6 separate regions of the Mus musculus genome follow, and all the other regions are linked to region 1. A link is a contact called in public Hi-C and promoter capture Hi-C data. All regions are on one chromosome and are shown on one strand. The core of a region is the stretch at or near the end of the contact, and the rest is flanking DNA. Distances in the headings are between cores, read along the strand shown.

Region 1 (4,475 bases), core at 1,368-3,867:
TATAGACATTAACAAATTCGCACACACGTTCATACATATGGTATGGTGTGTGAATGTTTACTTTACATCAAGTGCCATTCGAATTACTATTCCTTGTTAAGCCATTTGGCCTTCATTTCAACTGCTAGCACTATCGCTTTTCTCACTTTTCAAGTAAAATAATGAGAAAACTTTAAGGTCTCAGATGGCTACTCATTTGCCATCAGTGCTAAATACTTGCCAACACAATGTGTGACTTGAAAGATCTGATGAGTGCTAGCTTTTTCTTTTTTTAAGTTACTTTTATATTGTATTTTTTCAGTGCTGGAAATGCAATCCAAAGCCTTGAGAATAGTATGCAAATGTTGTCTAGCTGAACTGTATCTCCCCTCCCTCTCTCTCTCTCTCTCTCTCTCTCTCTCTCTCTCTCTCTCTCTCTCTCTCTCTCTCTTGTTATACTCTGTGGCCCTACATAGCTCATTATGTATAGCAAGCAAGCAACAGACTTGTGGCAATCTTCCCTCCTCTGCCTCCTGAGTGCTAGGATTACAAGCATGCACCACCATGCATGGCTTCCAAGCACAGACCTTTGTATTCACAACACTGTTGCCCTCATGAGTTGAAACTCATATATTTGGCTTGCTTACCTGCTGTAACAGATGACCATCTTAAACAGTGATCACATTTAGAGAAAGATAAGAACGCACATTGTATTCAGTTAAGCTTTAAATCTATCCATGTCCCTCCAACAGCAAATGGCTGTCAATGAGAAGAGCTGCCTCCTATAAAGCCATGTGGTTAGACCCAGTCTGGCCCTCTGCTCTCTTGAGCAGTCCTCCAGGGCCCAGCCTCAGTTCTCTCAGCTGTGTTACATGAGTTTGATGGGAACATCATAACCCACATAATGGGTATCTTAATGCATTGGCAAATAAGTTAGTTTCCATTACAAGGGCAATTGTCCGTGCTTCTGTGTAAGTAAGATTGTTGTGTTGAAGAGAAAGTTAATATGTACCTGTCAATATGTAACTGTTCATGTGTATCACTGCTTGGTTTGGGTGAGAGCATGCAAGCTCTCACCCAGTATAGAAAAACCCTTTCTCGGTACTGTGAGTAAAGCAGGTACTAACAAATCTTGTCCTGTTTGTCCACTAAACAGGTCCCCTTGTTTGATCTGTAATTCCCTACAACCAGGGTTCTGCATCTTTTTGTATCATGGTCATTTATTTTGCCACAAAGCATCTCTCCATGTATGATGCTTTCTTTTTTTGCTTAAGTTTTCTTAACAGTTCTTAACAATTTAAAGCCTTGTTTAAAGAGCCAAACAGTTGACTTTTAGTCAAACCATATCTCAACGTTATCTCGGATTATCATTTATGATTCTACTCACCTTTAAAGTACGGCAGAGTGAACCATCTATTTTATGACTCTCAGAAGAATTCACATGCTCTTCTTCATGGACTCTTCACAGTAGCCCAGGGAGATACATGTTATTATAACATTTCACGTCTGTGAAAATCTCAAAGATGTTTAGAGTCCTGCCCAAACCTACATAGTCAATATTGGGACTGGAGCTCCAGGTGCCCAATTGCTTTCCCAGCCAGCCAGCCCCTCTTTTCTTCCAAAGGGGACTTTCAAGTCACATCCTTCCTTGTCTTTGGAGGAAATAATGGAGAGGTTACAAACAATCAGTTGGAAATAGGCTTGAAGAGGAGAGAACCTGGGCTGCTCTTACAGAGGGGATACCAGTCCACACTCTCCCACGGGCCTGGTTGCCTCTGTGTTCAGAAGTTGCCAATAGTCTGCTTATTTATTTGCCTATTTAATGATGCTGGGATAGGGCACATGCTGGGTGAGCATGCTACTATTGCACTATGTCACTAGCCCTCTTTCTACTTCTTTTATTTTGAGCTGCTGGCCTCATTAAATTTCCCAGGCAGACCTTTAATGAGTGGTCTTCCTGCTTCCATGTCCAGAATCTGGATTATATCTCTCAAGGGAAAGCTGAGGTCTCCACCTGGCGTCAATGCATAGTGCTGTCTGCTGGATATGTATATCTATCAAGAGCTCCCTGGGTGTCTAGAACTAAATAGATCTGACATTGGTTTCAGCTTCTTCCTCCACCCATTCGAAGTTGTCTCTTCCTTTACTCAGAAAAGGCATTTAGCTACTCAAGGGGGAAAAATAAAATAAAATAAAATTGGGAATCGCTTCGGTTTCTGTTATCAGAAGCAGACATTCCTGTGCAGGCCTCCTGAACTGACACTGGTGTGTACCCCTCCTGCCTACCTCCACCTCCGGCCGGCTCCTCCACATTCTCCGGGCCACCCTGCAGAATCCCACTACGAAGTTGTTTGCACGGTTTCACTGGGGGCCGAAAGCACCTCAGCACCAAGGGGTAAACATCCAAACTCCTTAAGCTAGCTGGTTCCTGCCTCTGCCCAAAGCCTGCAGTGGCGGAGAAGGAGCTGCCTGAGACCCGCCCAGAGATGACGCTTACTGCGCAGGGCGGGCCAATATCAAGAAAGGACGGAATTGTCTGAGAGCGAAAACCAATTCAGAAAGAGAGGCGGAGCTCGGGGCGGGGCTCCAGGCTCCGCCCAAGGCCCAGCTTTCCTCCCAGCAGAACCTGTGTGGCACAGCTGGGAGCCTGCACGTTGGCGGAATGGACCCGTCCTGGGCCACGCAAGAGAGTGAGGCGGTGGCAGAGAAGGTGCTCCGGTACCGGCGGGACGCGTCGGGCTGGAAGAAGTGTCGGGAAGGCGTGAGTGAGGGACTGGGCGGGAAAAGGGGTCTGGAGACTGCTCGCAGGGTTTGGAGTCCTCCAAACTCCTAGGCTTCTCCTCTCCCCGAGATTATCCGCACCCTGGACCCCAGAGGTGGGTTGAGAAACTGATTCCACTGCGGGTTGATGCTCTCTGGGACTCCTGGAGGTCTCTGCCCCTTTCATTTCGAAACCCACTCAAGGTCATCTGACTGCTAGGAGGTTAGGATTGGATCTGAAACTCCAAGTACCAAGTCTTTCCTCCGTTCATTGTTGCACAATCCCTCTCCCAGGGAGTGACAGGGAAATAGTTTCCTTCCTTGGCGCTTCTGATTTAAAAAAAAAAAAAAAAAAAAAAAAGCCTTAAATTGCTTGAGAAAACAAAAAGTTCTTGGTGGCATTAAGGCGACTGGAGAGACTCCCACAGCTCCAGGAATCAGCCAGCCAGGATCGCTCTGCTCATCGCCTGCAGTAGGGGGCAGTTACCCCAACTGTGCCAGGAACAGGTTGGGTGACCTTGGGGAATCAAGTCTTGAGATCTCCTCTCCAAGACTTCCTCTAGCTCTAAAATTCTACAATCCTATGCCTTTTGACAGAATGGAGTTTCAATTTCCTGGAGGCCATCTGAGGAGTTTCCAGGGAATCTGTAAGTGCGCACTTTTAACAAAGTCTGTCAGAACCTTACTCCCGTCCTGGTGTCTCTGGGGTTGCATCATGAAAGATACCAATCCGCCCCAGCCTTCTGTGATCACTAGTTACCTTCCAGAAAAGCATTAGCTTGTGTTTTGAATCGTTTCTAGCAAGCTGTGTTCTGTGAGGACTTTGTACCTGTTTGTTTATGCAGGCTAGAGGGGAGATGGGCTAGCATATTTTAGGCCGTTTTCTGTCAGCAAGTCCTAGAACCAGAACAAAAATGTAATAGACCTGAGATAAAATCCTAAGATAAACAAGTTTAATTGACTCGGTGGATCAAATTCCTCTCCATTCTAGGTACCGAGGAGAAGGGATTCTGTGTGGGACACCAGAAGAGGTGTGGGATTGCATAAAGCCAGTTGCTTCGGGCCTCCGGGAGAAGTGGGATGATAATGTGAGCAGCTTTGAAATTGTCCAGAGCATCACGGATGTAAGTGTCTCTGGCTGTGTTATCTGTAGTGTCTTGTCTTGCTGCAACACCCCGACCCCACCTCTCTGAAGAGGGATCTATAACATCTGTAGGCAAGAGGAGTGCCATGCAGACGAGTCCAGCCTTGTCCCTGGCAGGAAACAATGTGTCTCTGAGAGACTAAGAAACCCTCAGCAGAATCTACAGACTATAGCTGAGGAATTGCAGGGCAAGGCTTGGCCTCCCCAGACAAAGAGGCAGGCCTGGATTTACACCAACAGATCTAGTTTGAAGCATTGTCTCTTAACAGAGCCACTTTGGTCCTTTGCCCACAGCGGGACCACTACAAGTCTCCTTCAGGAAAGCGTTCATCCTGCAGACCAGCCCTACCCAGCAGAAAGCCTTGGGATACAGCAACGTTGCTCTGCCAACTGCCTTGTCTAGTGTGGCAGCCTCAATTCCATGGGGCCATAGAGCATGAAAAGGTGGCTGGTTTGAAGAAATGAATTATTCATTTTAACAAATATAAATGTAAATTCAAATAGCCACGTGAGGTAGGAAGTGTTATGGGAGACAGCTCCGATCTTGATGGACCTGTCCTGGCATCACCTACAACTGTAAGATCGTTGCTTC
Region 2 (4,475 bases), core at 804-3,303, 980 kb before region 1:
TGGACAAGTATAAAACATAACAGTGCAGAGAAATTATAAAAGAAAGCAAAATCCTCCTAGTCTAACGTGTGCAATTTCCCTTCCGCTTTATACTTTTGCTGCCAGTTATAGCTGTTTACACTTGTTAAACTTCTCTGTCTTTTTGAAACAAACAAACAAACAACAAACAAACAAACCAACCAGCTCACAGAAATGATGAGATCAGACGTCCCTAATGGAAAATCAAAGGAATTAAATTTTAGTTCCCTAAGAGAGAAAAGATGGCATCATGGTTTGAATCTGAGATGTTCACATATTTTGAACCTTTGCTTTCCAGCTGATGGAAACACTCTGGAAGGCTTTTGGAAGCTGGCCTCTACCTGGAAATAAGTTGTAAACAGCAGCCCTTGGAAGATGAGAGCCTGGGTCTTGATTCCACAGGCTTTCTACCTCCTGGTCTGCCAGCATGTAAAAAGTCTTGCTTCGTGTTACATGAACAAGAACCCCACCATGTTTGACTGCCAGGGACTGCACCCTCTCAAACTGTATGCCCAAACAGACCTCCTCTCCTTCGCTGTTTTTACCACAGTGCTACCACAGTGGTGCAAATGTACCTAACAGATAGTCTTCAACAACAAATGAATATGGACAGATCTTCCATCTTTCCTTCCAACAGGAAAGGAGGCAAAAGATGAGAGGTGGTATGGGGAGGGATGATGGTGAAGAATCTTTGCCCCGTTTTGAGACAATGACTCATGAAGGTAGCCAAAGTTTAAAAACCATTGGCTGAGTGGAACTATGTATGTCATAGTAACTACCCATTTTGTCAAAGATTCTTGTACCTCAGTTATAAAACTGAAAGCAGCTAAGGCAGTGCTCTCGCTGCAACTAAGTGTTTGCAAGGGACATTTCGGCAGAAGTTATTAGCCATGCTTCAAAGCCTAAAGGGGATTCCTCTTACATTGGCAGTCCCCCCAGCTCTGTGGATGGTGATATTATTCTTGAAGAATGTAAAGTCCCTAATATAATGAATTTCCTGATGGGTGGATGGGAAAATAACTTAGTTTGTAGATAAATTCAGATTCAAATACATTTTTTTTCTTACATACAAGATTTTGCAGATTCAAGCCTTAAAAGTTATGTTTGCATCTGTTCAAACATACAAACAATGTTTATTACAAAAGGGGCTGAGAAACTGCTCTCAATCAATATGTGTTGTAGCTGGTTGCCCTTAGAAGGGGATTACAAGTACAAAGGGCTTGGCGTTACTCAGTTACTCTTATTCACTTATCAAAGGTGATCTAACCCCTGGGTAAACAGTAAGCTTGAGGATAGAGAAGAATGTGTTTACTGGTGATGTAAAGTTGTTAGGCAGGACTTACAAACCAAACCTGAGGTTTACGGTGAGGACTATTGCCATTTTTGTCTGTCAGAAAGGCCTCAGGAAAATGTTGCCTTGGCAGGAATAAAAATAGAGTTTAGAGGATGGAAGGTTCTGGGTGGCAAACGAAATACCATGGATACTGTTCTTTTAAGTTAACCAATAGAATCGGTGGGTGACTCCATCACTTACCAGCCATATTTGCTCATACTACTTAGCTGATCTGAACTGTATTTTAGCTTAAATCTCTGGATGGGAAGCCTCAGGGAATGCAAAGAAAATAAGTTTTGCCCAGGAGCTAGCCAAGCAGAGGAAATGGGCAGCATTTAGCAGAGCATAAGGTCGGGGGTGGGGGGTGGGGGGTGGGGGTGGAGTAGGGGTCTCCTCCGGTTCAGGCAAGGGAGTCCTTAGGGGGTGTGCGCGGCGGGGCTCGCGGCTCTGCGGACGCCACACCGGGCGGACGTTTCTTACCCGCAGGTGCAAATCTGGCACAGACACCAGTTCCTCATGCTCTGCGCTCCAGCGTCCCCCTCCGCAGGCTTAGGCTGGCACACTTCAGAGCAGCTACAGCGTCCGCCGTCGTCAAGGCGACCGCGGAACTCCAAGTTGAAGGGAAACGACGTGGCTTCCGGTGATGTTCTAGATGCGCGCGGGTCAGAGGTCACAGGCCCACAGGCCCCGCCCCCAGGCTCCTGCGACTTCCGGTCTGAGCTACCCCTGGAGTCTTAGGTGCGTGGGTGAGGTGCGGCGTGGAGCTGGTGAGTGGGGGGACTTGCTAGGGACGCCGGCGACCAGACGGTGACGGAGACCCGGGGGGGTCATGTCGATTGGGCTGGGCGAGGAGTGTCCCGAGCGGCTGCACTTTATAGGGACCCGGTACTCTCAGCGGCAGCGACTCCAGGAACCCAAGAGGAGGAAGGGCATGCAGACCTCGATTTGCTTCTTTTAATTGGAGAGAGGGGTAGAAGGTGTGTCGTGCACCTGGTGTGTTCCTAGGCACGTGATCCAAAAACTTTTAAGGACACTCAGTGCAGTCACAGGGCCGAAGTTCTCATGTCTGATAAAAGCCAGCAAGCTTGACAGAAAGGCAGACTTTTGGAGGGACTGAAGTAGGGAAGGGTGTGTGTGTGTGTGTGTGTGTGTGTGTGTGTGTGAGAGAGAGAGAGAGAGAGAGAGAGAGACTGACTGTCTGTCTCTGGTGTGTGTGTGTGTGTGTGTGTGTGTGTGTGTGTGTGTATGTATGTATGTATGTATGTATGTGAGTGTGAGTGTGACTTAGCCGGGCGCCTCTGCACCTGGCTCCCAACTGCGTGATTCATCGCATGGCAGATCCGGAAACTCCCAGCTCACCCCACAAGTACTGTCAGCAGGATGTGTGGACTTTACCATGGAACATGGGCCTAAAGGACTATATCCCCTCAGGGCCAGAAGGAAATAGATGTGGCTAAACATTCATTGGGTTCTCAGTTAAGGAATCTGAGGCGACTTGTCAGCATCAGCATCTCCCTCTCAGTTTGTCCATTTGGTTTTCGCTGTTGTGCACACCACCCCCACCCCCACCCCCACTAGATTTTGTACCATTTTTAATTTGCATTTAATGTTTAGTCCCAGGAAATAACCATGGTGCTCAGTGGTGTTGATAAGATGATTCGACTTCAGAAGAACACTGCCAACATTAGGAATATCTGTGTTCTGGCTCATGTTGACCACGGTAAGGCTTTTAGAATTGGGTTTTATTAACAAAGAGGAAATGTCTCTGTTTCATTGGAGCGGTGAGAGTGATGCTTGCTAAGGAGTTGTGTGTTGTGCCATGTCAGAGAAGCATGCTGTAGAACGTTTGAAATAAATGGATTAACGGGTGATTGGTGGTCTGCCCAGTATGTCATACAATGCTTTTGAATTTGGATTTTTGTTAAAATATGGAAAAGTTTCTTGAGATGGTAAAATGTCTGTGGTCTTGGTAGAATATATCTTCTATAAATTCTATTTAATTCATCCTATACTGAGCATTTGCTAAGTTGGCAGTGCTTTTTTAGATTTGTCAGGCCCTAGACATTTATGAGGCCAACCTGTCCAGCCAGAGAAGCTTTAGGGAGGAATCGGGGCTTCGTGGTGAGATGGGCTGGGGGTGGGGTGGGTGAGAGTTTTGAGACCTGGAGGATTGGGTAGCAAAGTGGTTAAAAAGAATTGTTAGACGTGCCCCTTGAGGGGCTGTGGGTGATAGGGGGGGGCAAGCAGTACAAATGGAGGTGTGGAGACAGGCAGAAGGAAGCGCGTGTGTCTAAGGTGGGGTTCAGCTGTCTGCTTTATCCTGAGACTACTCTTCATTTGAAACTCTTTCTTCTCATAGCAGCAGCTCAGCATTTAGAGTCCTGTTGAAGCCAAAGCTCCGTATCATTTTAAAGGCGAGGGAGACACAGGCAGGGTCCTGTCACAGACCTCACCATTCCTGTGTGACTCTAAGACAGGATCAAGCTCTCTAGCTCTGGTTAGACATCCGGAGCTCTGAGGTCTTTTCAAATTACTTTCCGTTTGAGTGTCAGTGTGTAGCCCATGTAAAAGGAGGATAAGGAGAATCTCTGCCAGTGGTGAAATAATAGTGAAATGGTCATTAACAGTTTTATTAGCGTGTTGGGAGTCATTAGGAAAAATATAGCAAGGGCAAAGTCCTCCAATTGTAGATGAGATTAGACTGGGAAAGGTGCTTGGCTGGGTTAAAAGGCAGGAAAGAGGCTTGGTGACTCTTGTCATTAACATGAGCTCTGAAGACAAGGAGAGAGGGTGGGTCACTTGTAGAAGATCCAGCTGACACTGAGTTTATATACAAATAAAGTGACTAGCCTGCCCATGGGTACATGTGTGCATGTTTGGAGGATATAAGATCTAGCCAAAGGTTTTACTTTGTTTCTTTATTAATTCTTTTTTTTTTCCCCTTTGAGAATTAAATAGCAGATTGACTAGTGTGTAATATATCAAGCATCAAACATTGTTGACCAAGGGATTCAGCCTTGCCTAATGATGCAAAGTCTCCCTTTTGGTGGTACATTGTAATGGATGTATGTTTGCCATGCTTAGAATGAATTCTGCTCTGTTGCACAGCAGGAAAGTGACTTTC
Region 3 (4,475 bases), core at 1,396-3,895, 970 kb after region 1:
TTGGCTGTGTCTGTCTCCGGTGCCTGCTCCTTTCAGTGGGCTAAGACAAGTAGCTACATGGCAGCCACCAGGGGTTAGGGATAGACCAAGGCCACATAATCCTTAGAAGCTTCCCTGGAGAACCTGTATGTTCTCATCTCTGCAATTCCCTGGGCCTCTGTTTCTCCATTCTGCTTCAAAGATCAGAAAGGTAAGTGGATTCAAGTGAGGGATCCACTCAGGTGATGTTCAGGAAAGACCCAGAGGCAATCATCCTATGACTTGCTGAATGCAAGGAGGAACCTTTCTCAGTGTGTCCTCTCTGACCTGATCATAGGCATTATCTGCCTAGTTATATGTGAACAAGGCCTAGCAATTGTATTAAGTCATTTTAGTGCTTTGTAAGCTCCAAGGGAGGAAATTAATGGGTAGTCTTACCCAGCTCAATGCCTATAAATCATGACAATAGCTGGAATACCAAGATATCCACAATGCTGTAATAGTGGCACTTGCATTCTGAGGGTAACCAACAGCTGTCTAATTGGACTCAAGGCCTGTGCTCAACAGGAGAGAATTCAAGCCTGTTACTGTAAAAACCTAGCCAGCTGCCCAATGTTGGAGAGATAATACAGACCCAAGAGGAGAACCTCCTACTGCCATTTTCCTAAACCAATTAAATATACATATCTCTCACCTATCAAAGAAACTTTTTTTTTTCAACAGATGAAATGTAAGAAAAAAAATCATCCTGGGGTGCCCAGCCCCAAGACATAGCTGTAACACTCCTAAAGCTCAGGGAAAATCACCCAAGAGGGAACAGAAAGAATGTAAGAGCCCGAGGCTAGGGACGCCTGTTGATAGGTCACATTCCCTAGACATGTCCAGGAAAATGTACCTAGAAACTCTCAAATTATTATTACGAATAAAAAAGAAACGGCACGGTGGCACACACCTTTAATCCCAGCACTTAGGATACAGAGGCAGGCAATCTCTGAGTTCAAGGTAAACCTGGTCTACAGATTTAGTTCCATGACAGCCAGGGCTACACAGGGAAACCCTGTCTCAACAACAACAACAACAACAACAACCCCCAAAACCCACCACTACCATCAAGTCCCCCAAATAAAACCAAGATAGTAATGGTGATGATGTATGATGTCTAAAAAGTCTCTAACTATTGAAGGACAGTAACTTCAGATTCCCCTGGGAAAGCAACCCACTTACTACCTAGTCCAGTTCTCTCAACGTGCCTGACTGCACAAATGTCCCTGCCTAACCCACTGGAATTCCCAGAAAAGGCTGAGAGCATGTCTGCTGAGGGCAAAGTATCAGAAGAGGCCAGAGGGAGTATTCTACTTCCACAAGGCGGTTGGTTGGCTCAGGTTAAGGCTCCACACACCTCAAACGTGGAAAGGACAACAAGTTAACTCTGTGTCCTTGCAACATCTAGTCATGCCTGGTGGTTGTGAAAGCATTACCTGACTCTTCTGACCAAGGCAATCTGCACAGGCAGGATATGAAAGGACAACAGATGTGGAGAAAGCTATACACTGCCAGGAACCACTTCCTTTCTTTCTTCCTTTTGCTGGTGCATGCCAGCCAAGTACTTTAGAACAATGCTACCTGTCTGTACTGGCAAAGATATTCATACTCCTTTTATGGTGCAAACAGTTCCTACACACAAAGCTGAATCAACACTATAAACAAGCAAAATAAATAAAACAAAAACAAACAAACAACCCTCCCCCCAAAAGCTCAAGCAGAAAATAGCACAAACATTTCAGAGTGATATGCGTTGCCCACCCAAGGATAGGATAGATAACTCAGCTCCACTAAACCATTTGCAAAGATTTCTTTCAAGTCAGACTATGTGTACAAGTCAAAGTTCATTTCTCCTGCCCCATGAGACCTGTGGTTAGTTCAGTGAATGCCTAGCAGTTCACTCTAGAGCAGAAAGAATTTAGGTTAGAGGTAAAAGAAGCCTGTGTCTTAGACCGAAGTTTCTAGGCCAGGAAGTGCTCAGAGGAGTTGCTCGAAATTATGGGAGTCAGCTGGTACTTTCGAGGTTACAGGGTTAAGGACTAAGCAGTGAAGTGAACGACCACCCGCGTTTTGTAAGGAAATTATGCGTCCGTTTTTGGGTCACAATCGCTTAGGCCTGCTGCCCAGGCAGGGGTGATAGCTCCCATTTCTCTATGCTCTGGTTCTTGCACAGGCCCATATATACCCACATATACTTAATTTCCGTAACGTGCACAGCTATGGGTCCTGAGCGGCACTGTAGCCACAGGCGCTCTCCCCGAGGCTCTGGAGAAACTGACCAGAACTCCCACCTCCCGGCTCCCGAGCCCAAAAATCGATGCTCACGTTGCTTTGAGTGGAGAAAACACCATAGGGCAGGTTTTGGATGGGAAAGTCGGAGTCCTCGGCCACTGGAATAAAGGACATGCTGACGAGCACCGGGCAGCAGAGCCCACGGCGGGTAGGGGGTTGGCTAACGGGACTATGCTTAGGGCAAGGATCAGACTAGCCGAGGGCCTTTAGATTCAGGGACCGCCCCGAACCCCGGGCTGCCCTTCCTCCAGCCAATACCCGGTACCACCTGGCACACACCCCTACCCGCCCCACTGGGACCGCCTCCCCACCCTAGTGATTCTTTTAGCACCCGCCCCGGAACCGCCCCACACCCTTCCCTCCTTCCCTACCCTGGGTCCACCCTCCGTACTATCCAGCACCCGCCCCGGGCCACCCCATTCCCACGCCTCTCGACTGTTCCGCATCCTTCCTGGCCAGCCCCTGCCTTGGAACCACCCGGTACCCGCCCTGAGACCACCCCGTTTTCTTCTCGGGCGACCTCTACGAGTCCAGGACCGCCTCATCGGTCTGGATATACAAGACATTCTCCTCATCCTCCCTAGATGTGCCCGGAGCCCTGGGATCTTCCCGCCTTCGCCCCGCCCCAGATGTGCCCGGAGTCCTGGGGTCACCCCACCCTCATCCTGCCCCCGAGATCCCGTCGTGTCCACGCCCTGCCTTTCCCCCTCACCCCACCCCCCCCCATCTCCATCCCGGAACTGTCAGACCGTTCCGCCCCTATGTCTAAACCTCCCCCTTCCGGGTCCAGCACCTGGATCCAGGTATTGGTCTCACCTAAAATGCCCAAGACCCAAAGCCCCGCCCCAGTAGGTGCTTTATTTCCATAATCTCTGAGGCCTCGCCCTTTTGCAAAACCGCCCAGCCTCCCTTATGAGCCAAGCTTTTTCCCTGACCCCACCTCCAGAATGCAAATTGGGATCCACCCAGTGACCCCATTCTTTTGTCTGGGACTGCCTCTGGCTCCTGTGGTGTCACTGGATACTGCAGAGGATTTGTCCCCAGTTCATCTGCCTGTGTAGCCTTGCTCAGTCAGGGTCCAGAGACCTTGCCCTGAGCACTGGTGAAAGATGGAGTTGGAGCCAGCGTCTAGAAGTGTGACACGCCTGCGTTAACGTCTTGGTGTTCTGCCTGTGCTTTCTTCCGTACAGTACTAGTGGGGAAGGGGGTCTACTTCACAGTAGAAACAAGAATTCGATTAGTTAATGATAGTTGACTTCCAAATGAAAGAGCGGGAGGAAGACCTATGGACTCTGGGACCAGAGATGTTAGAAGTTTGGCTAGTTACTGACTAGAAACGTGGGCGTCCATGATAAAGTGAGATCTCACGGGAGTACCCCGCAGACTGGGGCCGTGTTCGTGCAAATGCTTCAGAAACACAATCTGATAAAATAAAAACGGGTTATTTAAATTCTTTTTTGTATTGTGGAGACATGACTTATGGCCTAAACTGTGATCTATTTTAGAGAAAGCTCTGCTGAGAATTTGTGCTTTCTGGCTGTTGGAGGGTGTAATGTTTAATATTGTCAACTTCACTATCATATTTAGAATCACCATGGAATCACATCTCCACGTGTCTGTGTGTTTCCAAAAGGTTAAATGAATGTATGCAGCATCACCTCTTGGACTGGAGGCCTTGAATAAATGATAGGAACATGGAGTTGGATAGCTGTATTCATCTTCTTCTGCTTCCAGGCTGTGATTTAGTGTGATCAGCCTTCTCCCCAACCCTGCGTCATGCCCTCCTAGTTCCCTTCCCTAGTATGGAGGGCCTGTATCGCCTCAAACTATAAGCTTAATCTTTCCACCCTTAAATACTTCTTGTCAAGTATTTGGTCACAGCAATGAGAGTAGTAATGAATACAGATGGAATATTCTGGAGATGTTTGTTAGGTTGGTTTAATCTAAATTGAACTCTAAATCTACTTTATTGAGTTTTAGTCTGTATGACCTACCTACTGATGAGAATGGCGTAGCAAAATCACCCAAGATAATTGTATTGGAATCTGTTCTTATTAAATCATTGGTGTTTGTTTTATAAAACGGAGAGCTCTATCCAAACTTTAGTGCATGCTTATGATTGTTATATTTATGATTTTTATTAATCTGTAAAGTAATCTTTT
Region 4 (4,475 bases), core at 753-3,252, 910 kb before region 1:
CCCTGTTGCCCTTTGACCTCTGACCCTTTGTTTTTTAGCTGGCTGTTAGTTAAAAGTAGGAAGGAGAGAGCCTAGAGGAATTTTTAAGTGGGAAATAAGTAAGAATTGCACATAACAAAGCTTCCAGATACAGATGTGCTCCAGAACTGTGAGGGGGAGCCTGTGCATTGCTACTGAGGCAGATAGGAACTGTTTCCCTTGGAAATGAAAGTACAGCTGCCCTCTAAAAAAGAAAAACCGTGAAGGCTGAAGTTCCAACTACAAAATACACTGGAACTAACACACAGCAGATGTGTTGAAGGTGAGTGTTTTTCTTGAAGACAGCATCTCACTGTGTAGCTCTGACTGATCCGGAACTCACTCTATAGACTAGGCCACACTAGATGGAACTCAGTGTACCGTCATACCCAACATGGCCTGTATTCTTTTACTGTTCTCATTTACTGATAAAAAGCTTCTTTTTTTTTTTAATGTGTGTTGAAGATACTCAGCTTTTATTAAGTACTTTGAATTACTTTTTCAGTTTTCTACTCATATTCTTGTGTATTGTAGCTTTTGCCAGAGAGGTTAAAAAAAGAAGAAGAACAATTAATGGATAGACCTAGAGCTAGAGCTGTATGATAGAGCCTTGTCTAGGATGCATAGGAAAGGAGAGAGTGAGAGGAGACAGGGAAAGGCAAGAAAGAAAGGCCCTCCCCTCCCCTCCCCTTCCCTCCCCTCCTCTAGAGAACCATAACTCGCACTGTGAACAGCTCCAGATATATTGCTACTGCTCAGCCTGCCCGAGTGCTTATCTTCATTTATTGTATGAAGTCTAGGTCCATATTTTTTTCTGAAAATGCACTCTAACCAATGATTGGGAAATGGGCACCACTTGTGGCATTGCTGTGAACTGTGTCCTCTAAGGAAGTAAATACCTGCTGTGAGTTCACACATACAGCAAATTCCTCAAGACACAGCCCACCAGAGTGGACATGACAGGCAGATTCCATTTGCTTCCTCATTACCCAGTCTGGGAAAAGAAACTCTCCTTATTTATTAGTTGAACAATAAAGTTCTTATTCATTCCATTCTCTAAGTTCTTTTCTCTAAATGTTGAGGTAAGAAACTGGCAGACTGTTCCTTTCTGAGAACACATGGTTTCACTATACATGGTACAGCCGGATCATGATTGACAGTAAGGAAGAACTGGAGCCTTCTGAAGAAGCCTGGTCATGAGGATTAATCCTCAGCTTTACCAGGAAAGCACGTTTAGGGGTCATCCCTCCTGCTGGGCTTTGCTTCTTTTTTTTTTTTTTCTTCCCCCTCCTCCATGGGTAAAGTGATGGTCTTGAAGCAGATTAGCACTGGTAAGTCACTGAGGGTGAGCTTGTGCGACAGTCTGGTTTGGTCAGCCATCACTATGGTTCTGTGGCTTCCTGTAGGTACCTGAGTACTGTATGCTGATCCTCTGTGTCTTACTACACAGTAGTCTTTCTGAGATGAGAAAGACACTTAGGACTTTTATACTCTTCAGAGGTGAGAAAAAATACTTCAATAAAAAATAATTATGAACCAGTAACTTGTAATGTAGTGTAACGGAGTGAATACTTTCTTTCCACGCTGTTTTAGTATGCTGCCTGCCTTTCCCACCTCTGAAGAGTACCAGAGGCCCACAGAAGGTACCTGGCTGTGGTGTGGACAGGAGCATGGCCAGCCCTGCCAGTGAGCCCTTCACTGATGTTTTGTGTTGCTCGGGTGTTTTGCTCCAGGGCTTACTAGATAACCTGGCAGGTTCAGCTGGGCAGGCTTCCCAGCACTTTGCACTTTTTAGGGAATCCTATGCCTGGTTTTGTTTCATAACTCCCCAAGAAATGTAACAGCTGCCAGCTGACCCTGTTCACAAACTGAGAATACTAGAGCCTATTGTAAACCCAGAAACGGTCCTCTTAAAGGGCTTGACATTCAGCTCTGCAGAGCCGCAGAGCCTCAGGACACCTTCCCCACACACCCTAGAGCCTTTGTCCTTCAGATGGAGGGAGGGTATCACCAACCTTGTACTCAGCCCGCCTCTGCTACTGTGTGGAGCAGGGACAAAGGAGCTGGTGACTCTTAGTAACAAAGTGGTGTCATGACACCACCTGCTAAGAAGACAAGAATTTCCCCAGAAGTAAGACTAACTTTCCAAAAAGGCCAATGAAAGCTGCCTGCCAAGTCTGTTTTTATCCCTTGTACATGAGTAGAAACGTATCCTTGTCCCCACATTTGAGATTCATACTTCTAGATACTTAATGTATATCTAAACAAGTGCTGTCATGAAATTCTCTGGACAAGGCCTCAGTTGGTTTTGCTGTTTCCCTTCCCATGTAACCTTAGAACTAAGTGGCTGTCTGTCCCACTAGCCGGTCCTTTCACCGGTGCCCCGTTTTCTCTGTACCAGGTACCTGCTAAAAATGCCAAGATTCAAAGCACTCAGCCTTTGGCCTCGACGGCCGACCAGGGTTTTCTTCCCTGCAGTTAGCCGTCTGCTGTTGCTTCCACTGGCCAGCTGCTCAGTGATTAACCCTGACTTCATGCCACATTTGCTTCCCTGTCCTTCATACCTATGAAATACGATTTACAAGCAGCCTGCCATCCCTTTCTGCCAAAGCTGTCCTTTCTAATAGAGTAATAACTCAGATTGGGGTGACCGCCCTGGGAACCTCACATTGCTTCAAAAAAGAAAACCTAAGACTGACTTAGCAGCTGCCTCAGACTGCGAGCTCACAGCTAACCTGCTGCCAACCACAAACTGAAGAGGCATTTACACAAACGGCTACCTAGAGATGTACCTGTGATGTAACCGACTTTCTTTTTAACTTAAACATTCTTGGTTCAGTTTATACGAGGCAGGGAGGGAGTTGGACTTGGGGTGGGGCATAAAAACTAAGGTGTTGTGGAATTAGCTTTTAAGTGCTTAGAAGCTAGCTCAATCTAGACGTGCTAGTGGTGCCTTGAGGAGTGCTAGTGGAGGATTCAGATGAAAGTGGGAAGAACCTGGGTAGAGCCTTTGGTAGTTTGTTTGCTTTCCAGCAAACTATGGAGCAGAAGAGCTGTGTAACACCTAAGGAATTCGTATGTGGGCCTGTGGATTACAATTCCTGCCCTTCATCAAGGCTGTGAGCTGCTAGGACCGTCTTAGAACACCTTGAGAGATGCTATATTGCATTGAATAGATTGCTGGGTACCTTCTACTTCTAAGCTTGGCATTCTCTTGATGAATTGTGCTTTTTTCCATTGCCGTGATGCTAGAAGTCTGCTGTGCATTAGGTAACTGTTTTTTGTTTTTTGGGGTTTTTTTCCTTCTTGTGTCCAAGTATAATCGCAATGAAGTTGTTTTCAGTGGTCTCTAAGGCTTTTTAGAAATTGTTTTCCTAGACTTTGTATATAAAATGCAGAAATACAAACTAACTAACCTTGGTTGGTCATTCAGGGGCCTTCCTCACCATCAGTGATGCTGAGGGCAAAACTGTGCAGAGCCTCTATAGTGTGTGCCCTGTATGAGTGGACAGAAACCTGACTGGCAGTTAGAGTTTAAAACTTAAGGGAACTTAGGATGCTACGTTGTTGTTTAGCAAGAGCCTACTTTCAGCTTATAAATTTCTTGTATGTAAAATCCAGTGTATCCTCTTACTGAAAATTTAATTCGATGCATGTTTTAAATAGTTTTAATAAAAGGATCTAGCTGATTCTGTCCTTCAGGCCCCCTTCCCCAGCCTGACTCCTGACTCAGGCTTGGTGTGTTGGGGGAGCACTGCCCGCTGAGCCCTAACCTTTTGTTTGTAATTGCAAGAGCTAAGCTGCCCAGCCTGACCTCAGACTCGTCTTACAGCCTAGGCAGGCCTTAACACTGAGAGCTGGGCTCACCAGCACGTGCCATCAAGACCGGTGTTAGCCAGAATTCTTGATGATTGATCACTTGAGGAAAAACTTTGTTTTTTCTTGCCAAGTAAACAGTGATAAGACTGTCTTTACATCTAAAGGGGAAGAGGAATTTTATTGCTGACATTTTATTCTACCTTGGCTTTTAAAATAAAAATATTTGAGAATATTCTATTAGTATTGTATTGTAGAATGTTTCATCATGGTCAGATGTACCATGTTCCGTGTTGAGGATAACTGAAGTTTAGGCGCTAACAGTTTTCTGGAGCAGACAGCTCTATGTGCCGTTTGCATGTTTCCTGTTTCAGTGGCCATCCTCTACTATGCTGCCTCGGTGCCTTGTTTGGTTTTTCCAGTTTAATGACCATTTCTTCTTCACGTTAATCAACATTTCATACAAATGAGAGCCAACTAGCATTAGTGGCCCATAGATGCCGAGGAGAGCCATTTGGGGAGATAGTGAAGAAGAAAGGTTCCAGGTGGAAGTGGAGCTTCGAGTAGCTGCCTGAGCGAGATAGGTGAGGTGGCAAAATGGTGTCAGCTGCCTGAGGCTCGGCACTGGCAGTGGAGGCTAC
Region 5 (4,475 bases), core at 553-3,052, 660 kb before region 1:
GATGAATTTATGAAACTCTTAGGCAAATGGATGGTACTAGAAAAATATCTTCCTGACTGAGGTAACCCAATCACAAAAGAAAACACATGGTCTGCACTCACTGATAAGTGGATATTAACCCAAAAGTTCCAAATAACCAGGATACAATTCACAGACCACATGAAGCTCATTAAGAAGAAAGAGCAAAGTGAGGGTTCTGAGAACAAAATACTCTCAGGAGAAAATATGTAGATAAAGTGTAGAGCAGAGACTAAAGGAAAAGGCAGCCACCCAGAGGCTATCCCACCTGGTGATTCATCCCTTATACAGTTATCAAACCAGGACACTATTGTGGATGCCAAGAAGTGCATGCTGAAAGGAGCCTGATATAGCTGTCTCCTGAGAGGCCCTGTCAGAGCCTTACATATACAGAGGCAGATGTTAGTGGCTAACCATTGACCTGAGCTCTGGGTTACCAATAGAGGAGTTAGAGACGGGACTTAAGGAGTCGAAGGGGTTTGAAACACCATTGGAATAACAACAATATCAACCAACAGACCCCCCAGAACTCCCAGGGACTAAGCCATCAACAAAGGAGTACACATGGCTCCAGCTGCATATGTAGCAGAGGATGGTCTTGTCATGCATCAAATGAAGAAGAGGCCCTTGGTCCTATGAAGCCTGGATAGATGCCCCAGTGTAGGGGAATTGAGGGGAGGGAGGTGGGAGTGTGTTGGTGGGTGGGTGGGTGGGTGGGTGGAGGAACACCCTCATAGAAGCAGGGTGAGGGAGGATGTGAAAGGGTGTTTCTGAGAGGGAGGGAAACAGGGAAAGGGGATAACATTTGAAATGTAAAAAAAAAAAAAGAATCTCACCCTAGCTGCCTGGAAGTAAGTCTTCCACTAGCAGCCTTCAAATGAAGATGTAGAACCCTCAGCTCTGCCTGCACCATGCCTGCCTGGATGCTGCTCTGCTCCTACCTTGATGATGATGGACTGAACCTCTGAACCTGTAAGCCAGCCCAATTAAATGTTGTCCTTTATAAGACTTTCATTGGTCATGGTGTTTGTTCACAGAAGTAAAACCCTAAGACAGCAGGCATCTGAGATTTTCAGGGGATTGAAAGTAGAGAAACCAGAAGGGAAAAATTCAAAAGAAAACACGAAACATTTCTGCATCTGTGTCTTGTTCCTTGCTATTCATTTTTTTTAGGTTCTGTCTCTACAGCTGCCTCCCCCCATCAGGCCCTCTGACTGACTGTGGCTTCTTAACTATAAATTGTGGTTACTTTTGAACACATACCATTGCTTTAGCTGGATGATGAGCTCAGAGGAAGCAGAAGATGTGAGCAATTTATAAATTTACTTTTTCAATAAATAATTTTGGAGTCCAGTAAATAATTTTTGAGGGTCTATTTCATGTCAGGTATAGGCTGTTTGCTCAGAGTTGAGGGAATTTTGTTGGATGGGATCAGTGTAATGAGATTTCCTGAGGTTTATCCTCCACGCAGGGATTCATGTACTTCTGACAAGGCTTTAGAGCTAGGATCCATGGAGGTGCCTTAGCAATGCCAGGAAGTGAGAGACACTTGGAGGGGATGTTCGTCATTGGGGTCAGGGTGGACAGAACAGAAAGATGAAGATGCTCTGAGGAACACCATGCAGAGGAACCATGCGCTAGTCACCTTCTTCCTACCTACCTGATTCCTGACAAGAAGGAGCTTAAGGGGTTTCTTTGGCTTCCCATTTGGAGGATAAAGCCCATCTTCGAGGGGAAGACATGGCGGAAGGCACTTCCATCATGGCAGGCATGTGCCGTTGGACTGCCTCTCCTCTGTCCTGATGAAACAGGAAGCAGAATGCTGACAGGAAGTGCTGCCAGACTGTAAAACCCCAAGCTCCGCCCTATTGCCTACTCACTTCCGCTGTTGAGGCCCTACCTTTACCACAATCTTCCTCAGACAGAACCAGCAAATGGGGACTAAGTATTCAAACACTCAGGCCTATTTGGGGTTGGGGGTTGGGGTGGGAGGTGCTTTTCTTATTAATGGTACAACAACCACCAGGCCATACTTGGAGGCAGTAACACTTGGTAACACATGAATAACTTCAGTGTCCTTCTGTGTGTGAGTCTTCATTCCCAGTGTTCGCAGTGGCCCTTTGAATGCTGTGAGCTACACCACCTAGCTGGTGACTGTAGTGTGGAGGAGAGTTAGCTGTGTTAGTATATTCGAGGTTATGATTCTCTAGATGCTCTACTGCTTTTGCAGGCATCCCCCAGTCTCTTTCCCTGAGAGGCCTAGACTCTGAGTTTATGTTTAGTTCACACACTGATAAATTCCTGTTTAATGACTGAAAAATTCCAGGAGTGCCTCTGCAGAGATTAAACAGGTAAAACTGGACGAAAGGCCATCTCTCCTGGGCATCTCTCATCGGGCCGTTGCTTTTTTATGTTTGGAGTTAGCTACTGAGACAAAAATGGAAATATCTTAACTTCTGAGTCCCCGAGACTGTCAAAATTTCGAGTGCTGAAGCAGACATCATGAGATTGGAATTTGATAGAGACGCATGTGCTGTCCATTAGTACAGTTGTGTGGCAATTGGAAACACCTCAAGCAACTGAAATGACGTGGAATAATACTTCTAGGGTTTGTATTAGCCAACAAACTGCTGCTTTCTTCTCTTCCTGCCCACGATCCTTCCCCTCCTCCTCCCCTTCCTCCTCCTTCTCTTTCTGTAGAACTGGAGAGTGTCTGCTCCCCTATTTGAATGGCAGACCAGCCTCACACATTATACATAAAAATCACCAATCCTATGGGTTTCACATTAGCAAGCTTCACACAGGGTCCCCCTGCTCAACGAATGCATTAGCTCGAGTTTTTCTAAAGCCCCATTTATCTGTCAAGTGCACCTGTCACTAGGTGTCCTCCATCTGCTTAATTGAAGATATTTTTCTGAGGTCATCTGTTTTTCTTCAGAAGGTTAAAGGTTCTCCGCAATTTTCCCTGCTCAACTCCATCTGTGGACGTTCTCAGCCTGCCCTCAAAGAAACACTGCAGGCTCTGTTTTAAAGTCTTAGTTGGTTTCCCCCTGGGGTATATACATTGACTTCTTAAGGTCTTGTAATTCACTTGAAAATTCACGTTTACTCACACTAATAAAATTTCCTTCCCGCTCTATATTTCTCTGCATTACATCATCTCATTAAATGTTCGACTCGCTCAGGCTTGGATTTCCCCCAAAGATTGTGGGAAATTTTTGACTGGCTCCATGAGATGAGCCCTTATTCTGCTGTGCTCTAAAAATAGTCGCACTGCACTGTAAAAACATATTGCAAGCAACTTAGATTAGTGTCTTTCTTCTGTACTCAGCAGCCAGTAGATGATGGGGTGGGAAGGGGCCTTGGAGATCATCCGAGCAAACCTTGGGGCACACGGATGAGAAAGAGAGTCCCCGGTGTGCCAGGAAAGGATTGGCTTGTGGTTCACTTGGAATCTCTTTTGCTCCAGACCTAGAACTCACAGCCCTCGATTCCCTCTTAGGAGGAGAAAATGTTCAACTTTGATACGTTAGAGAACAGGAGAGTTCTGATTTCCTACAGACATGAACAGGAATTCCAACTCGTCACTTCATAGCTAAGTTGTCCCTGTGAGATCTCAGCATACCACATCCATTCTCTTATCTCTAAAATGGGTACAATAGTTATAGTCTCTTCCTAGAGACTTTATAATAAGTAAGCAATACAGTCTGTGCAAAGATACCAGGGCAGCATCTGCTACAAAGAGATGTCTTCCGGAAGATAGCAAGCATCATTCTTAGCATTTTAATATCTAACTGTAAGTATCTGATAGAGATTGGGTAAATACCCAATTAATACCCAATTTAATTAGTTGTTTGAAGCACTCTGGGGGAAATTATTGTCTTCTACAAACAAGTGTTTGAGATAGAAAGAAATCCATCCCTTTTGCCTCCCTCTCCTCTCCCATCCTCCACCCTACTCCTCTCTCTGTGTAAGCTTGCCCTGCCGTTTTGAATCCACAGATTTGATGTTCAGGTGTCTGGTCCTGTAGTTATGGCAGGTTGCCACTGTTAGTGGGTTTTTAGCCATAGGTCTGTAGTTTCATTTACCAAATAGGTATCAAAATAAGAGGTCATCAGTACAAGTTTCCATTCACGTCCATTTAAAAGTGGAGCACATCCTTACCACGTGCCCAGGTTAGCGAAGCTTGACAGGACTCTGATGTCCTGTCAATCCATCTTTTACTTTAAGGATCAATTTGGATTCAGCTTTGTGTGACCAACACCAGTCGGGGAAACAGAACACTGTAGTAACCATACCCCACATACCTGTTTTGTTTCTTTTGAGACAATATGCTCTCTCTTCTCGAGCTAACACTTTTATAGCACTTTCCATTTTAAATTTGGTTTGCATAGCTCTACTTTGCGTCTATCTTCTGCCTTATATTGTGGTTTTGAGATTCATCCGTATTACCATGC
Region 6 (4,475 bases), core at 1,274-3,773, 520 kb after region 1:
GAGGTGATGGTCAGTCTCAGTTGCAAGGTGAGTTTGAGACCAGCCTCTGATTCATAAGGCCCAGCCTCCAAAAGCAGTTAAAAAAAACAAAACAAAACAAAAACCTAAAAGCAACAACAACAAAGGATTTGTGCTTATTTTAGATATGAGTTCTAGTAAAACATTAAATAAACCACAAGCAAAATTTAAAGATATTAACAGGTAATTCGAATTTTAACTTATCCCCAACAATGCTTTTTATATGCAATAGACTGCACCCCACATATGTGGTAAAGCAGACATACACACTCAAGTGTGAAAAAGAGAAAGGTCCACATGGGAGCAATGTTCTGTAGGAATTTCTACAGACCATCAACTCAAGGTAGTACTTCTGTGTTTCACTGTAGAAACATCTAGTACTAAAATCTATTTTTAATACCTACACTATGGCAGATTAAGTAGTTCAAGATTGTGCGACACGTGTGGGCACAATTACGGGGTGACTGGACAGCCTCAGAGAGCCAGCTCTCTCCCTCCACCTCTGGATTGCACAGGGGAAACTTTGGTCACCATGTCCACCCACAAAGCAGCCTGCACCCACTCAGCCATCCACCTACTCCACATATTTTTCTCCAGGCAAGGTCTTACTATGGCCCTGGCCAACATAGAACTCACCATGTAGCTCAGGCTAGCCTGAAACTTTGAGCAATCCTCCAGCCTCTGCCTCCCTCCAGAGTGCTGAAGCATATCCCACACCAGCACTCCACTCCCCGCTTCTGACAAATACTTCTGAAACCTGTTCTTGGGAGCAGGTGGCATGTGACTACTTGTGGATCCTCAGCCACTCCATCAGGATAGAATCCAGCCTCATCTGCCTACATCATTCTCCAAAAACTATACCCCAATTGAGGAGCCCTCCAAGACCTCAGAAGAATGTGAGCAAGCATCTTAGAGTGAATACTAAGTACTTCTCTGTTATACAAGCCATTTCTCAAGAAGCATAAGGGATAACTTATGAACATATGTGCAACACATATGGAAATAAAGTCATTATTACTGGCCATGTACTTAGCTTAGCAAATAGACGTTTCATAAAAACGATACAAAGGTCTCTAAAAAGAACAGTGCCTACTGTCATTCTGGGGACTTATTCCTCTAACGAAATCCAAGCTCATTACACACAGGACCTCAGGTACGGTTGCCACCTGTGCTATGGGGATTGCATGGGAAGGTCACAAGCACCAAAACTGGTCAGGTCACTTGACTTTCCCGCAAACCAAATGTCTAAGTTCAGAGTAAAACTTAAGTTAGTTCCCCCCCCCCCCAACCTGGTCTGTCCTCAGAATATAACAATTTGTGCTTAGCATATAAAAGACCCTGAATAAATACTTTCCAGTTTTATGAACGCTAACTCAAGGTCAAGAGATTTCCTCACGCCTATAACACTCTGCGCTACTGGTGGTGTTTAGGGAAGGTTCTTCAGCTAACTTCCTGATCTCCCAGTGCCACATACTCTGCGGGACCAGGAGGCAAAGTCCTCCCCACACCCGACCCGACCCAGCCTTAAGGGCTGCACAGGCATCGCCCCAGGGACACTTTCTACTTGGAAAGTCTTTTAGAGGTCATCGTCTCTCCCCAGCTGTCAAGGGCTCTGAAAACCCCAAGGTCACTTCTACCAGACCTTCGGGGTCTGCGCGTAGCTCAAGACACAACTCAAGCCCAACCAAGTTGGTTTGGCCGGTACATTGGCATCCCCCACAGCGGCCACGTGCGTTTAACCGGAGCCACAAAGACTCCAGGCCGCGCGGGCCAGTGAAAAGCAGGCAGGACCCTTTAAGTCTGAGCTCTCCATCCCCGAGGGCTGTTGCAATCTCGAGCGAATGCAACAATCCGGGAGCACAAGCCCGCACCCCAACCGTGGCTCGGGGCTCACCGGGTGCGCAGTGCCTGCCACGCGGCGTCGATGTCAGCGTAGAGATTCTTTTCGGAGGGCTTGCCGGAGCTCACACCATAGCCCGAGTAGTCGTAAGAGAAGATGTTGCAGTTGATGCGCGAGCCCAGGCCGATGTAGAAGCTACACATCTGGCCCAAGTCCACGGCGTTGCCGTGCGAGAAGAGCAGCGTGTAGCGGCTGGAGGGCGCGCAGCGCACGAACATGCAGCCCAGCCGGTTGTCGCGGGCCGTGCGCGAGAAGAAGACCTCGACGGCGTCCAGTTCGCGCTGCGAGTACTGCCAGTCGGCGCGCTCGCTCAGGTGCAGGCTGCACGCGCCGGGGCCCGCACCCTCCTCGGCCGGAGCGGGCTGCGCCGCCGGGGCGGGCGCGGGGGTCGCCGCGGGAGCGGGCGCGCGCTGCTCGGGCGCCAGCACCGTGTAGGTGGGTTCGGGCGGCAGGAAGGCCAGCTTGGCGGCGATGCGGCTCGGACAAGGAGGGCAGCAGAAGAGCCAGCACAGCTCGCCGAGCGAGAAGCCGTTCATCCTGGGGCCGGGCTCGGGCATCGGGGCGGCCTGGCGCCCGCCGCGGGCGGGAGGGAAGCGCAGGGAGCGCAGAGGGAGAGCGCCGAGAACTGGAGGCCGGCCGAGAAGGCGGAGAGGCCAGGGGCGGGGCCAGGCGGGCGCGGCGCGGCGAGCGGGGCGGGTCAGCGGCAGCCCCGCAGCCCCGGCGAGGTGCGGACGGCCGGGGCTCGCGCGCGGCACACAAAGCCCGCGGCGGCGGCGGCCATGGCCCGCTCCAGCGCGCCGCCCCGCCCCCGCACGCTACTGCCACTTCCGGGTTACCGCGCCGCGCGCCCCCACAGGCGGGCGGGGCTACCCATCGGAACGGACGCCCCAGTCTGAAGCAGGACTCCCCGGGCTGGGCGGGGCTCCCGCCTCTTGGGCGGGAGTTAGCGCATCTGGGCGGGGCTACTCGTTAGAACAAACTCCCCGGTCCGAAGCGAGGCTCTGGAGTCTGGGGCGGGGCTTAGCGCGATTGGGGCGGGGGTCTGAAGAGATTAGAGCGGTTGGGACAATCCTGGATTGAAAAGGTAGGTGTGCAGATACTTTAGGATTCAGTTCTCCAAAACCAGCTTTCTGTCCTGGTGGAGTTATTGGGAATTTATGTAAAAGATAATTATTGAGAAAGAGAATTGAGTACATTAAAAATGCCTTGCTTTCCTCTAATCAATGCTATTTTTTTCTCTTTTGGTTGTTTGAGACAGTTTAGCCTACACTGGTTTAGAACTCACATGCTTCTAGCCTCTACCACCACTTGCTGAGATTCAAGACTTCTTGAACAGCCACTACCATAAATGCTCTGGTCCATCTCGTACGTGTTCCCGTGTTGCAGGCGGCTGTTGGGTATGTACAGCTACGCAGGTCTTTCTGTAATAACAATTACAGCAGAGCCTGTTGGTTTTACAACAAATGGTGTCAACACGGTCCTCTCTCACCCCCATCCCTTACATCATCCCCTGTGGTGCCAACTGGATACTCCATATCTGTCCTTTTTGATGTTAGTTTCTCTAGAACTGTTTTGGCGCCAGACTTTTTAATCATGAAAGACATGTTACAACGATTTTAATCCACTATTGTCTTGGCTATAGGCTTTAAGTGATTTTCCAAATATAACTCTCAGGGCTTCTGAAACCGTGTGAACCCTGGTGTCCGGTTGGCAGAGCCTCTCCTCTGGACTTTGGCACCAGGCTTTCCTTTCAGGGGTAGGAGGTCATTTTAGGCTACCTGCAATGAATACAACCAGAGCCCCAGTGGGCAGTCACCATTCCAGACCTCATAAATGTCCCAAGAAGGATTACAACATTTTTTAAACAAAAAGAATTTTGAGCATCCTAATATAAATTGATTTACCAGTACCACTTTAAGTAGTAACCTTGTGGACTGAGTTTTCAAAGGCCGTATCTTCACTGAATCCCCAAAAGCCTGCCCACAACGCCTCTCCAAGTCTGTTTTAAAGTTAGATGGGCAAAGCTGCTCTTCCCTAGCCAGGCTTTAGTGACTGACCCCAAGTTTTTCCCAAAGACTCTGGGAGTTGTTTCATGTTAATATTTTGCCTGCTTGTTTCCCGTATTAAGTCAACGTGTGTCGTGTTTTTCAAGCAATACCTACTGGGTCAGTCGCCAGAACTGCAAAAGATAGGACCATCTCTGCCATAGTCAGTCAAGACACTCTAAGAAGACCGAAAACAGTTTTGCATGTGAATTAAACAAGCCACCAACTCAAAAATGGTGGCGGGGATCAGAAGTTCAAGGTCATTCCCAACTTTATAGTGAGCTGATGCCAAACTGGGCAATGAGACCATGTCTCAATTAAATAAGCAAACAATCAAATCAGCTATTTGTGAACATTTAAATATTATTATTATTATTATTACATGTGTTTTGGGGGTGGGCATAGGTAGCCTTAGGCAATGGTCTCGGGTCCCCACTTGGTGGTATTTCTGTGAGGAACATAAGCTAGTACATTTCACTTTAGTGCAGAGTGAAAATAGAGGACGCTGAGTA

What was found. Promoter capture Hi-C pulls out the DNA fragments that hold promoters and counts their contacts. A called contact is a pair of places that touch in the nucleus more often than the background predicts. Capture Hi-C pulls out chosen DNA fragments and counts their contacts.
Region 2: a promoter capture Hi-C map of liver shows a contact between it and region 1. The contact joins the promoter of Efl1 here to the promoter of Stard5 in region 1. A contact is called at or near these places in 16 of 39 promoter capture datasets (the 3T3-L1 cell line, the HPC-7 cell line, HPC-7-derived erythroid cells and 10 more), 4 of 115 datasets of contacts at active chromatin or transcription factors (bone marrow-derived macrophages, cardiomyocytes, epiblast stem cells and 1 more) and 3 of 9 other capture datasets (adipose tissue, liver and pancreatic islet).
Region 3: a contact with region 1 is called in a Hi-C map of liver, with 3 times the contacts expected there. The contact joins the promoter of Fah here to the promoter of Stard5 in region 1. A contact is called at or near these places in 3 of 39 promoter capture datasets (the 3T3-L1 cell line and liver), 2 of 484 Hi-C or Micro-C datasets (both in liver) and 1 of 115 datasets of contacts at active chromatin or transcription factors (hepatocytes).
Region 4: a promoter capture Hi-C map of embryonic stem cells shows a contact between it and region 1, with 5 times the contacts expected there. The contact joins the enhancer-like site here to the promoter of Stard5 in region 1. A contact is called at or near these places in 10 of 39 promoter capture datasets (the 3T3-L1 cell line, the C10 cell line, cranial neural crest and 7 more), 1 of 15 datasets of contacts at CTCF or cohesin (the NIH/3T3 cell line), 4 of 484 Hi-C or Micro-C datasets (cerebellar granule neurons, cortical neurons and uterus), 9 of 115 datasets of contacts at active chromatin or transcription factors (SST interneurons, cardiomyocytes, craniofacial prominence and 6 more) and 3 of 9 other capture datasets (adipose tissue, embryonic tail and liver).
Region 5: a promoter capture Hi-C map of embryonic stem cells shows a contact between it and region 1, with 2.7 times the contacts expected there. The contact joins the promoter of 4933430H16Rik here to the promoter of Stard5 in region 1. A contact is called at or near these places in 3 of 39 promoter capture datasets (cranial neural crest, embryonic stem cells and hippocampal neurons) and 1 of 115 datasets of contacts at active chromatin or transcription factors (embryonic stem cells).
Region 6: a contact with region 1 is called in a promoter capture Hi-C map of liver. The contact joins the promoter of Abhd17c here to the promoter of Stard5 in region 1. A contact is called at or near these places in 5 of 39 promoter capture datasets (3T3-L1-derived adipocytes, hematopoietic stem and progenitor cells, liver and 1 more), 3 of 484 Hi-C or Micro-C datasets (embryonic stem cells, liver and muscle stem cells), 3 of 115 datasets of contacts at active chromatin or transcription factors (the 230-238 cell line, large pre-B cells and memory CD8 T cells) and 1 of 9 other capture datasets (liver).

The regions. Positions count from the first base shown.
Region 1 is chr7:83,629,400-83,633,874 of GRCm38.p6, forward strand. It overlaps Stard5 (StAR-related lipid transfer (START) domain containing 5), which reads left to right and starts at 2,618. Exons shown (of 6, transcript NM_023377.4): 1 at 2,618-2,740; 2 at 3,337-3,386; 3 at 3,731-3,863. The coding sequence starts at 2,642. Gm16638 (predicted gene, 16638) reads right to left here and starts at 2,442. Exons shown (of 4, transcript NR_166697.1): 1 at 1,367-2,442.
Region 2 is chr7:82,646,561-82,651,035 of GRCm38.p6, forward strand. Efl1 (elongation factor like GTPase 1) reads left to right here and starts at 2,054. Exons shown (of 20, transcript NM_175317.3): 1 at 2,054-2,118; 2 at 2,966-3,071. The coding sequence starts at 2,981. Saxo2 (stabilizer of axonemal microtubules 2) reads right to left here and starts at 1,968. Exons shown (of 3, transcript NM_177894.4): 1 at 1,832-1,968. The coding sequence starts at 1,869.
Region 3 is chr7:84,603,297-84,607,771 of GRCm38.p6, forward strand. It overlaps Fah (fumarylacetoacetate hydrolase), which reads right to left and starts at 2,646. Exons shown (of 14, transcript NM_010176.4): 1 at 2,347-2,646. The coding sequence starts at 2,427.
Region 4 is chr7:82,723,424-82,727,898 of GRCm38.p6, forward strand. The region is part of intron 15 of Efl1 (elongation factor like GTPase 1); the gene reads left to right. Among named protein-coding and RNA genes, the nearest start is that of 4933406J10Rik, 30 kb to the right of the region's middle. Within about 2 kb of position 2,003, at least 22 of the 459 cell types and tissues checked have an H3K27ac peak or open chromatin away from gene starts, as enhancers often do. A contact at or near this core is called in embryonic stem cells and liver, where this site is marked.
Region 5 is chr7:82,969,589-82,974,063 of GRCm38.p6, forward strand. It overlaps 4933430H16Rik (RIKEN cDNA 4933430H16 gene), which reads right to left and starts at 1,803. Exons shown (of 4, transcript NR_045855.1): 1 at 1,679-1,803.
Region 6 is chr7:84,149,370-84,153,844 of GRCm38.p6, forward strand. Abhd17c (abhydrolase domain containing 17C) reads right to left here and starts at 2,524. Exons shown (of 3, transcript NM_133722.2): 1 at 1,913-2,524. The coding sequence starts at 2,475. LOC117997403 (a long non-coding RNA gene) reads left to right here and starts at 2,771. Exons shown (of 3, transcript NR_169136.1): 1 at 2,771-3,002; 2 at 3,177-3,315. It overlaps Gm39044 (a long non-coding RNA gene), which reads right to left. Exons shown (of 3, transcript XR_869770.2): 3 at 4,317-4,475.